Regions from separate parts of the Mus musculus genome. Here regions 1, 2 and 3 are each linked to region 4. Evidence: chromatin contacts called from public Hi-C, promoter capture Hi-C and targeted proximity ligation data. All regions are on one chromosome and are shown on one strand. The core of a region is the stretch at or near the end of the contact, and the rest is flanking DNA. Distances in the headings are between cores, read along the strand shown.

Region 1 (2,700 bases), core at 2-2,501, 230 kb before region 4:
GGTCAAAGAGGCCAACTGATGAAAACATTCTCATTCCAGTGTGGGTGGGTAGGGCAGGTGGGAAGAGGTGTCTCCTGGTGAACCGCGTTGAGAGCAGGTTAAATGAGGACTGAAAAGGGTAACTGAGTGAACCCAGCTTGAAGTCGACTGGTACAGTATATAATTAATTGAAGAGGGAGTGCTATCATATGCTGTAAAATATAATTACTACAAAGCACTAACCAGCCCAGCCCAATAGAAATGGACAAAAACTGTAAACAGACACTTGGCAGAAAAGTGAAGTGTAAATGGCTTTCAAAAATTCAAAAAATTGGAGCTGACTGGTTAGGGATATGTACTATTTTTACAGAAGACCCAAAGTTAGTTGCCTGCACCTGCATCGCAGATCAGAACTACCAGTAGTTTAGTTCCAGTGGATCTCATAGTCTTTTCTGGACTCTACAGGCAAAGTGTACTCAGGCACACAGAAACATACTTTGAAAAATGTGAACAATGTGCAGCCTTACTCAAGAGAAAAGAAAGCATGCTTTCATGTTGATGGATGTGAAGAAACAGACATTCATGTGGTGGGTGGTGGGAAGAAAGTAGGTGTGACTTAACAGAGGTGCACGTCTATTCTCCAGCAGCTCTACTTTTGGAAGATTAGGCTTTTTTTTTTTTTTTTTTTTTTTTAAATAAAAGCAAGAATTGAAAACGATGTGGTCATTAGTGGTGGCCTTCTTACATGGGAAAGTACTGGTCAAAAGTCTTCAGGAAAGGGTTTAGAGGTTGTTTGTTTTTGTTATTAATCAAGCTTTGTCAAAATCTTTGAGAATCTTTTTTTTCATTTAAAAAATGAAAAACATACCAATGTTGGTCTGGTATAAGCTAAAGCAGGCTGTAGAAGTGAGCCTTTGGAAGAGCTGTTAGTCTAGTCACTCTGAGCGGGGTGGGCTGGGGGTGTGTGACTACCTTTAGGACATGCACCAGTCAGTGTGTATTCCTTTTTCAGAGGCTGACAGAGATTCTTTTTGGGAAACTCATTCCTGTTGTATGTACATACTGGGCTACACCACAAGGAAAGGGTGTGTGATGTCTTAAAAGACTTGTGAGTGAGTCCACATTCCATTTTAACCTGATTATGCCTAGAACAGGCATATCTCCCATCAAGGCCACATCAAATTTTACTTGGTTTGAATCCTTGACAGAGTAAGTGTCTGATGCCAGAGAGCTCTGAATGTAGCCTGGGACCTTGTTTGTGTATGTGAGAACAGCACTGACCTTTGTGAGCTGTACATTCTCATGTTGCCCACGTGAACACAGTGCTGTGGGCCTTTTTGAAGTTTGGCCTTTTATTTATCTTTTTAAATAAGAGGCTTGGTACAACCAAACAGACTGGTCTTACAGCAGAGAAATTTTTTTTTTCTTTTTAACAAACTCACTGGCACTCATTCTAAAGATGAAAATGGCCTCAAACTCCGAGAGATTGGCCTGATTCTGCTTCTTGAGTGCTGAGGCTACAGGTGTGCATCACCACATCTGGCTTTGAGCAACTTTACATTCTCTGTTGTTTTCAGTTTAAATTTGAGTAACTTCTTAAAAATTTGAGACTGTTGTTACTTGTTTTTCTTTGTGTTCTGATACTGTTTATATTTCCTTATTTCTTAGATCATAGGAATGACTTATAAGATTGAGAAGTGATGGTTTAGTCTCAAGTCTCCCATTTTGTAGATAAGACAAATACAAAGAGAAGAGATTCCCTTCCTAGAACTGAATCTTTGTGCCACCTTAGACCTGCCTGTGGGACTTAAAGGGATGTGCTTTTTTTTTTTTTAATATTTTATTTATTTCTAGAGTCTGGGTGTCTTGTCACACTAGTTGACTTTGAACTTGGCTTGTAGCTGATGGTTTCTCAATTTTTTAAAAAGATCTATTTATTTATTTATTTGTTATATGTGTGTACACTGTAGCTGTCTTCAGACACTCCAGAAGAGGGCATCAAAGTTTTGTTATGGATGGTTGTGAGCCACCATGTGGTTGCTGGGATTTGAACTCAGGACCTTTGGAAGAGCAGTCGGCGCTCTTAACTGCTGAGCCATCTCAGCAGCCTGGGATGTGCCTTTGATTATACTGCTGCTGCTGTAATGAAGAATATTAATTTATGAAAGATACTAGTTCATTTAAAGGGGCATGTTGGTGCATGCCTGTAATCCCAGCTCTTGGGAGGTGGGGCCAGGAGGATGGCAGCAAATTGGAGGCTAGCCTGATGTGCATAGAGAGTTTAGGCTGGCCTGGGCTACAAAGTGTGAGATTGTTTTTAAAAAGAAAAGAAAGAAATTTACTCTAATGCATTTTCACTCACTCGGTTGAACAATATGCCATGTAAAAAGTTTTGGTGACATTGAGGAAGTGTTAAAAGTAGGTACCTCAGTTGGGCTAATGAAGTCTGACCAGTTTAGTAATTCCTCACTCACTGTGGCTGTAACAGGTATAGGTGGTCCACTGGTCTTGACTTTGGATGCAAGTTTACTAATCTATGACTGGGCTGTATTTTCATAGTAAGTTAGACTGAGCTGTCTTCTTGTGTCTGAAGTGATGTGAGTATTCCTAGTGAGCATAGCCAGACAGTGATGTAATCCAGTCAGGTGCCAAGCTTTGCTTACAGTGTATCACCTACTGATATGGCCTTCTTCTTCTTCTCCTTCTCGTTCTCCATTTTTT
Region 2 (2,700 bases), core at 120-2,619, 210 kb before region 4:
TGGGAGTTGTTCTAGCAGTGTTACTGCAAGCCTGGTGGATATGCTCTGGTGGTCCCCTTGGACTGCAGTGGGGCTCATTCTGAAATGATGTAGACAGATTTGACTGGGCTGGCATGTTGCTGTGCAGTCTCATAGAACCCTGTGCTCAGGGCTTCCTTTAATGCTTGCCTTAACTTCTTGAACTCGTCACCATCTTGAGTTGTTTTTGGAGACAACGTTTTTGTTTTGTGTCCAGACAGTCTTGGGTATAACTGTCACACAGGGCAGGGTATGGACTGAGAGTTTGGCCGAACCCCACTTCTTCCTGCAGAAAGAAAGAAGTGCTCAGCCGAAGCAGAGCTCTTCAGAGAGATGATGTGGTTCTTGTTATTCCTGCAGTTCACAGTTCATTCACAGGGCAATCAGCAGCAGTTTTCTTTTCAGAGAAACTTGGAGCTTCTGGTAGTATGTGTTTTAAATTTAGCATTTGGTGTAATTGTTCTTCTCTTTGGACAATCATATGGTGTGTAGCTCCCATGTAAACACAGTCCCTTGCGTTAGTATGCTTTTTATGTTACTGTATTCAAATATGATAATAAAAATAAAGGCTAAATTGATTCTTAGTTGTCCCTTTGAATAACAGTTGATGGGCACTATCCCAGACTTATGGCATCAGGTAGATAATACAGAGTCTCATGCCGGAGCTGTTCTTTCCTGAGTCAGAAATCAGACTGCATTTTACAAAACCTCTAGGTGACTCCTTGCCCATAAAGGTTTGAGAGCAAGTGCTCTAAGCTTCCAAGTGGAGCATTGTTGGGGTATTGATAAAATGGTGGCTTCTTTTGAAGTACATTCCAGCTGCTCACTTTCCACAATCAGTTAATGTGATAAGCTGCTAAGGCTTAAAAGTGTTGAGATGAGGTTTCAGGACTGCAAGCTCCAGCAGCCCCACAGCTGGCAATAGAATCCAGGTCTCTGTGAATACTTAATGGCACTGAAGAGATTCCTATTGCTGCGATGAAACACAATGACCAAAAAGCAATTTTGGGAGAAAAGGGTTTGTTTAACTTTGTATTGCTGTTGATAATCAAAGGAAGGAAGTCAGGACAAGAACTCAAATAGGACAGGAATCTGAAGGTAGGATCTGATGGCCATGGAGTGTTCTGCTTACTGGCCTGCTTTCTTTTAGAACCCGAGACTGCCAGCCCAGGGATGGAACCAACCATCAGCCACTAATTCAGATAATGCCTTACAGCCAGATCTTATGGAGGTTTCCTTCCTTTCAGATAACTCTACTTTATGTATCAAGTTGACATAAAACTAGCCCACACAGAGGATAGGATACTCTTGATACTTGGTGGAAGCACCTGATTGTCAGTCAATCATGCTTAAGTTCCTTGGATGGGCTGATGTTGTGTGAGCAGGACCTTGGTTCTCACATCTCCTGTAGATGATGTCCCATGTCTCCCAGACAGTCAGTGCTGATGAAAGGAAATAAAACTTGAGACATGTGATTCATGTAATTTATGTCAAATAGCCCAAAGAGTTGTTTGTGAGCTTTGAAACCTGGGGCTGAGAACATAGCAGAACAGGCCAGGACATGCCCGGGCAGGCCCCTTGTTACATGTCCTGACTGGCCTAGTGCCTCCCTATCTCCTGCCCTTCTGACAATCTGTTGATGTTTAAGTGGACCAATCATGTAAAACCGTGCCAATTCCTCCCCCAGCCCCACCCCTTTCTATAAAAACCCCTAGCTTCCAAGCCACGGGTCGAAACCACTGTCTCCTGTGTGAGATACGATTTGAACCGGAGCTCTGCCATTATGGCTCCACCATGTGGTCAACACCTGTCTCCTGCGGGAGATACGTGTCGGCCCGGAGCTCCGTCATTAAGCCACCTCATGCTTTTACATCAAGATGGTCGTCTGTTCGTGATTCTTGGGTGCACGTCGAATCGGGAATTGAGTGGGGGTTTCCCCACTAGGTTCTTTCACTGACACACTGTGAAATGAAGGGCTCTGTCCTAGGTTACCGTCCACAGCCAACCTTGGTAGTGTATGAAACTAGTCTAACAGTCGTCCGTCCGTCCGTCCCGTGTGCCCCCCCACCCACACACAGGGTTTCTCTATAGCTTTGGCTGTCCTGGAACTTACTTTGTAGACCAGGCTGGCCTCTCACTGAACTCAGAAATCCACCTGCCTCTTCCTCCCGAGTGCTGGGATTAAAGGCTTGCGCTACCACGCCTGGCTTGGTGTAACAGTCTTAATGGATCTGTAGTTAAAGCCTGGATCTGAGGTGAATAGGTTTATTCAAGAGATGGAAATGGGTCCGTTGGCTCTCTTGTGTAGATGGCAGTTTTCACTAGAAGATCAGCAGAGATCATCTGCGGGGTCAGGTGACTCCCTGATGACTTGCTTGCTTGCTCTAAATATCTAGTCCTTTTGTGGGAAAAAAACATTTTCAAACTTCTTGGTTTAATTTGTAAAAGAAGCCTAGGGTCGGTAAAAAAGGGTACCTTGGTCTCTCACCAAATACCTTCCCTTGCTGGCCAGCTTTCCTAGAGTTCCATAAGTAAGCGTCACTCAGCTAAAGTGTGGATTTTAAGTATGTTCATGTGTCCTGCAGACACTTTGTTAGGTCCGTGATGGTGTATGCCTATGTAACCCTAACACTATCAGGCGGAGGCTTGAGGATCAGTTAAAGGTCAGCTTCGGCTACATAG
Region 3 (2,700 bases), core at 39-2,538, 150 kb before region 4:
GATCAGAATACACACACACACAGACACACACACAGACCCTCATCCCTACCCCATCTCCTCTTGACATCTTGGATTTTTCCCATCTGGACTCTAGTTTTACTAGTTCAGAATTGACATTCTCTTTTAGAACAAATGCTTAGCCTGATAACTGGTTAGAATGGAGCTTTGATGATTAATAACATTGTCCCACCATTTATAATCATGTAGCTCATCATGGCTGCTTTTACCCATCCCTGTCATGCTTTCAAGGAGGCAGGATGGCAGGATTGCCTGTGTGTTTCATGTACGAATCGGTCCTAGTACCTAACAATGCTTTTGTGCTTTTTCATGTTTGGACTTGATTGTTTGGAAGCTTTTTTCTTGGTTTTGTTGATGTGATCCTTGCAACCATAATTAGCACAGAAGTTAGAAATGTGTTGTTGAAAGGCTGTCACGGCCTCAAAGCATCATCTCCACTGCTCCCATCTCAACTCTTCCCTGTATCCACTCTTTAGTACCAGGGAGGGCACCATTGAATACAGCACGGAGGGTTTGTGCATTACTCACCGAGAGTGCATTGATAATAGAAATACTTGAAATTTTGAGGATTTCAGAGCACTGTTTATAGCCACCTATGGATGACAACAATTCTTCTTATGTTTTCTTTATAGTGTTTCTTTTGATCGGGTGTCAGATATCAACTTTACTCTCAATACAAATGAAAGTGTAAGTATAAACGCTTTCTGTTGTGCTCTGCCACTGGAGAAGTGGAGAATTGTGTTGTGTTGTGTTGTGTGTTGTGTTGTGTTGTGAAAGTGTGAGTATAAACGCTTTCTGTCGTGCTGTGCCTCTGGAGAAGTGGAGAATTGTGCTGAGTGTTGCCGGAGGCTGCAGATGGTTGTCCCGAGCTGTAGGCTCTTTTGCCCTATGGGATCCCACATCCCAGTTATCCTAATGAGTATCATCACATTATGTCTGCCTGGACCTGCAAGTAGGAGTTTGCAACCTTGGCTAATAGGACCCTGCCACTGTGATTGTACCACAGACATTTGGCCTTGGTTTCTCATCTCTGTTGCATGAAAAGAACATAACTTGGGTCAATATCAAGCTCTCTGCCAGGCTTCTCTTACAAACAAGACATTTGTGGCATTTTAATGGGGCCGTTCTGATTTTAGGTTGAATATCATGAGAATCTACTTTTACTTGCTGTTGGTGAGGTAGAATAACTCGTCAGGTTATAGCAGCTCTTTATGACTTCCTGGGCTGGTAACAGGAAGGACCCATGTCATTTCCTTGTTGGTCATATTGAAGACTTATCTTTGATCAAAGAGGAAGCTCAGAATGAAATGGGCAGTCCTGTGAGGAACAAGTGAGCTCATATTCAGGCCTTTTTCATGCTAAATCCAATCTTTCTCAGGAATTTTTTGTTACTTACACAGAAGCTAACATTTTATTTTTATGTTTATGCTTGATTTGGGCATATGTAATAGGTACCATTTTTTGAAAAGCAAATATAAAAACACAATTTTCCCTGGTAATTTGGGAGAGAAAACAGTTCTGACTTCAGTTGTATTTTTCTCTTTTCTTTACTTTTTTTCTGTAGGGAAATATTGCCCTGTTTGAAGCATGTTGTAAAGAACGGATACAACAATTTGATGATGGCGGCTCTGATGAAGAGGATATCTGGGAGGAGAAGCACATTGCATTTACTCCCGAATCCCAGAGGAGGTCCAGGTGAGCCACGGCTTGCCATGCCAAGTGATTTTCATGAGACTTGCACATGGCACCACCAATGTAAGCTGAACTTGCAGGACAAAATAATTAAGTATTTAAAAAAATAAATGGAGGCAGAGGCAGGCAGATTTCGGAGTTAGAGGACAGCCTGGTCTACAGAATGAGTTCCAGGACAGCCAGGGCTACACAGAGAAACCCCATCTCAAAAAAATCAAAAGGAAAAAAAAATGGATGGATGGAGGACTAGAGAGATGAGCCAGTGCTTACGAACACTTGCTGTTTATTCTGAAGACCTGAGTTAGATTCCCAGTACCACAGGACAGCTTGTAGCCATAGCAACTTCAGTTCTGAGGGATCCAGTGCCCTCTTCTGGCCTTTATTGGTACCAGGCACAGAAATGGTGCAAGCAAAACACCCACATACATTAAATAAACAAGCAAAAAATAATAAAAGGGAAGATGTTCTGGTCCACTCTGCCTTTAGCAGCATGACTCTTTACACAAGAGCCATGGAAGTTGATCCCATGTTCTTTTTTTCTTCTTTTCTTTTAACTTGGTTTTCCTTTGCAAGTAACTTAATGAAATTTTATTTATTTGTTTGTTTGTTTGTTTGTTTATTTAGGGTAGACATGTTTGTGCTTGCATCTTGGAGTGATCAGTGTTTGTTTGTTTGTTGTTTGTTTTTGGTTACCGATCCTGGGGGGTCAAATTTAGCTTGTCAGGCTTGACAGGAAGCACTTTTACTCACAGAACCATCTCTGTCCTGCAAAAAGTGTCTCGTCAGCAACATCCTCCTAGTTCAGAAAAACTTTTTTTCAAACCAGAAGCCATATCAGGAGTTTGTACATAGACAGTGGAAGTCAACATCCTAAGCTCTGGTGTGTACAGGATGATGAGAAGGAAGGATTTGGGCCAGGCAGTAGTTGAGCATACCTTTAATCCCAGGTGGGCAGATCTCTTGGATTCAAAGACAGCCAAGACTACATGG
Region 4 (2,700 bases), core at 124-2,623:
GGAGCAAGCACTGTCCTCCCCACACCACAGTCCTCTGCTTTAGGTCCTCACTGAGTCCTGAGTCGACCGACTAGGAAGGGGGTGGTGGTGATGTATGCTTGCTGGCACAAATAAAAGGCCAAAGCTGTGTTTTAGTCATTTGGCTTGTGGTTTTGACAGTGATAAACACGCTTGAATATCAGGAATGACCAGAAACCAGACGCCTGTGCAACAAAATGCTGTAACTAAATACGCGTTCCGAAAGGCTTCTAAACTCACTTTCATTTTATTTGCGAACTTCCAAAGTTAGCAGTTTCCGACTAAAATCTGTTTTTGGACAACTATTTAAATGCACGGAACGAGAGTCGGCCCAGAGCTGAGAGTACTGAGCTTGATTGTATGTAGCCTGGTTCACACTAGGAACTTTTTAACTCCTTAAAAACTTGAGCGTTCATCTGTGTTCTGTGACATCAACGAAAACCAGACCCGATTCACAATAAGATGAAGAAAAACGAAGGGTACCCGCTGTTACCGCACAGCCTGGTTGCCCAGACCGTGCTGTCCGGCTGTCCCAGGCCAAGTTCGCTCAGGCCAGGTCACGTGACGCCCCCACCCTCCCGGGCTCTGGTCCCGGCGCGACCTTGGGCAGTCTCTGACACCCACCTGCCCTTGAACCCCGGGCAAAACCGCGGTGAGGGGTGCAAAACACTTAAGTCTCTGCGCCAAGGGTGTGTCCCGAAGGCTATACTGCAGGGACCCGCACGAAGAGAGGGCACCGGCCACCTGCCAAGTCCCCTGTGCGAGCATCCTTCCTACTGCCGAGCCCGACCCTCACGGACCCCGAGAACCAATCCACCTGCAGAGTAGCGGGTGGAAAGAGCCTGGAGAACGCTCGGCGTCCACACTGGCCCCAAGCCACCCGCGGAGTGGGGAGTGAGCAGGGGTCAGAAAGGGAGTTGACACTCCTACTGGTCAGGGACCAAGGAGTCACGCCTAATCATAAGCATCTTTCACAGAGCAATGAAGACCCCAAACCCACGCGGTGAGTGAATCCACCGTGGGGCGGGACACCACGAGCCGAGGTCCCACGCGTCCCGAGTGGAGGCATTTTGCCCAGTCTGGGGACCAAGCATCTTTCCTCCCGTCCCGGGATCCCCCAGATCCGTCACTGCGCGGGGGAGGGAGTGCCCTCTGCTTCTCCAATGCGCGGCTCACGCGTACCCTACGGGCACAGTCTGGGTCTCCCTCCACACTCTTAAGAATGACACCCGCGCGCCCAGCCCAGGGCGGTGCCGCAGCGCTGCCCTCGCGGTGTCTTACCGAGTCTGCAGACGGCGGCGGCGGAATGAGCGAGCGGAGTCCGGGCCGGGGCGGGCGAGGCCAGGCTCACCGACGCGCGCCGCGGGTGATTGGCTGAGCCCAGCTGGGCTGCAGCGCGGGCAGGACGGGGCGGGGCCTGGACGGGGCGGGGCTGCGGGGAGGAGGTCAGTAAGGAAACTGAGGCTAAGTCCCGAGCTTGCCAACGGCAGACCTAGGACAACATTCCTTACCCTGAGAGCCTCAGTTTCTTCATATACAAAAGGGACCAACTCATTAAAGCCATGTCCAAAACAGCTCTTTGCACCATACTTGGCTTACACTCGCGGTTTACACTAATCCGCCCGTAAACTTCTCTGCAACCCTGCGGGAGTTATGCTGATTTTGCTCCAGACTTTTGGTTTGTTTGGTTGTTTGGTTGATTATTTTTTTTTTTAAAAAAGGGGAGTGGGACGCTTGGGGTGGTGTTGGGAAGAACGGCTTGTCTAACATCAGAGAATGAAGAAGTAAGCTCAGGTTCCAAGTTTGAGAACAGATGTTTGACATCCGGGGGCAGGTTGGCGCCAGAGGCCAACACACTCATAGTCTCCCTGGGATAAAATCGTCAGGGGGCGGGGGAACCCTCATCTGCGGAACAATTAGGGTGTGTGGGTAGCTCACAATGCCGTGCATTCCTTGCCTGTGTAAGGTCCTGGATTCAAGTCTCTGCGCCCAAAAGCAACGGAATCGAAGTACTCTTTGAACGCTGAGAACGAATAGGTGTCAATAGGGGAGTGATTGGAACCTCGGACAGAGTGGCTTCTGGAGGGGGATCGCTGGCAGCACACGGGGAACGAAGGTTGCAGGGTGAGTTGTGAACAGGGTGTAGAGAAGTCGGGCCAGACATGGCAAAGCACTCTACCCGCCAGATGGGGCGCCCTCCCAGGCTGCAGCTCCAGGCCCTGCGTGTAGCAAGCTCTCCATAAATGCGCTGAAGAAGGAAGAGTCGCAGCTCTGAGGTCAAGCACGCCTGGTCATGGAAGAGCCCTGTTTGCCTCCATCTTTCTCTGCCTTGCCGTGGAAGGGTTCCATAGAGAAAATGAAAGTTCCCCTTGATCCCGCCCCCAACTGTAGTTAACTGTTGCTGTATCTCATCTCCCCCTACACCTCTATTATTTAAAAGGACAGGCGATTGTTGGGTGTAACTTTGAGATTTTTAGTTTATGTGAAGGGACTCATAGAGAATCGGGGTCTTTCACTTGCCTTCATTGTTCTGACACACCCAAACGCCTTCCATCTTCTTAAGCATCCTTATCTGAGCACCTGTTCCTGAGCGTGGAAGCAGAGACCAGTGTGACATGTGGCTGGCACTGCAGAGGTGCTATCTGGAAACACTTTCTGCTGTCCCCCGGGCCTCATCGGCCT

The links. Promoter capture Hi-C pulls out the DNA fragments that hold promoters and counts their contacts. Hi-C and Micro-C count contacts between places; a contact is called where the count stands out from the background.
Region 1: a promoter capture Hi-C map of liver shows a contact between it and region 4. A contact is called at or near these places in 3 of 39 promoter capture datasets (the C10 cell line, liver and second pharyngeal arch cranial neural crest), 1 of 484 Hi-C or Micro-C datasets (liver), 3 of 130 datasets of targeted methods (the 230-238 cell line, the NIH/3T3 cell line and the SCID.adh cell line) and 1 of 9 other capture datasets (adipose tissue).
Region 2: a contact with region 4 is called in a Hi-C map of embryonic stem cells, with 4 times the contacts expected there. A contact is called at or near these places in 3 of 39 promoter capture datasets (the C10 cell line, cranial neural crest and embryonic stem cells), 1 of 484 Hi-C or Micro-C datasets (embryonic stem cells), 3 of 130 datasets of targeted methods (the 230-238 cell line, bone marrow-derived macrophages and embryonic stem cells) and 2 of 9 other capture datasets (adipose tissue and liver).
Region 3: a contact with region 4 is called in a targeted proximity ligation map of bone marrow-derived macrophages, with 2.2 times the contacts expected there. A contact is called at or near these places in 6 of 39 promoter capture datasets (the C10 cell line, the SN4741 cell line, cranial neural crest and 2 more), 8 of 130 datasets of targeted methods (the 230-238 cell line, the NIH/3T3 cell line, the SCID.adh cell line and 4 more) and 3 of 9 other capture datasets (adipose tissue, liver and pancreatic islet).

The regions. Positions count from the first base shown.
Region 1 is chr19:3,554,927-3,557,626 of GRCm38.p6, reverse strand. All of the region lies in intron 1 of Ppp6r3 (protein phosphatase 6, regulatory subunit 3), which reads left to right. Among named protein-coding and RNA genes, the nearest start is that of Ppp6r3, 19 kb to the left of the region's middle.
Region 2 is chr19:3,532,475-3,535,174 of GRCm38.p6, reverse strand. The region is part of intron 2 of Ppp6r3 (protein phosphatase 6, regulatory subunit 3); the gene reads left to right. Among named protein-coding and RNA genes, the nearest start is that of Ppp6r3, 42 kb to the left of the region's middle.
Region 3 is chr19:3,469,984-3,472,683 of GRCm38.p6, reverse strand. It overlaps Ppp6r3 (protein phosphatase 6, regulatory subunit 3), which reads left to right. Exons shown (of 24, transcript NM_028999.1): 17 at 651-705; 18 at 1,583-1,713. Among named protein-coding and RNA genes, the nearest start is that of Gm23940, 19 kb to the left of the region's middle.
Region 4 is chr19:3,321,974-3,324,673 of GRCm38.p6, reverse strand. Cpt1a (carnitine palmitoyltransferase 1a, liver) reads right to left here and starts at 1,373. Exons shown (of 19, transcript NM_013495.2): 1 at 1,300-1,373.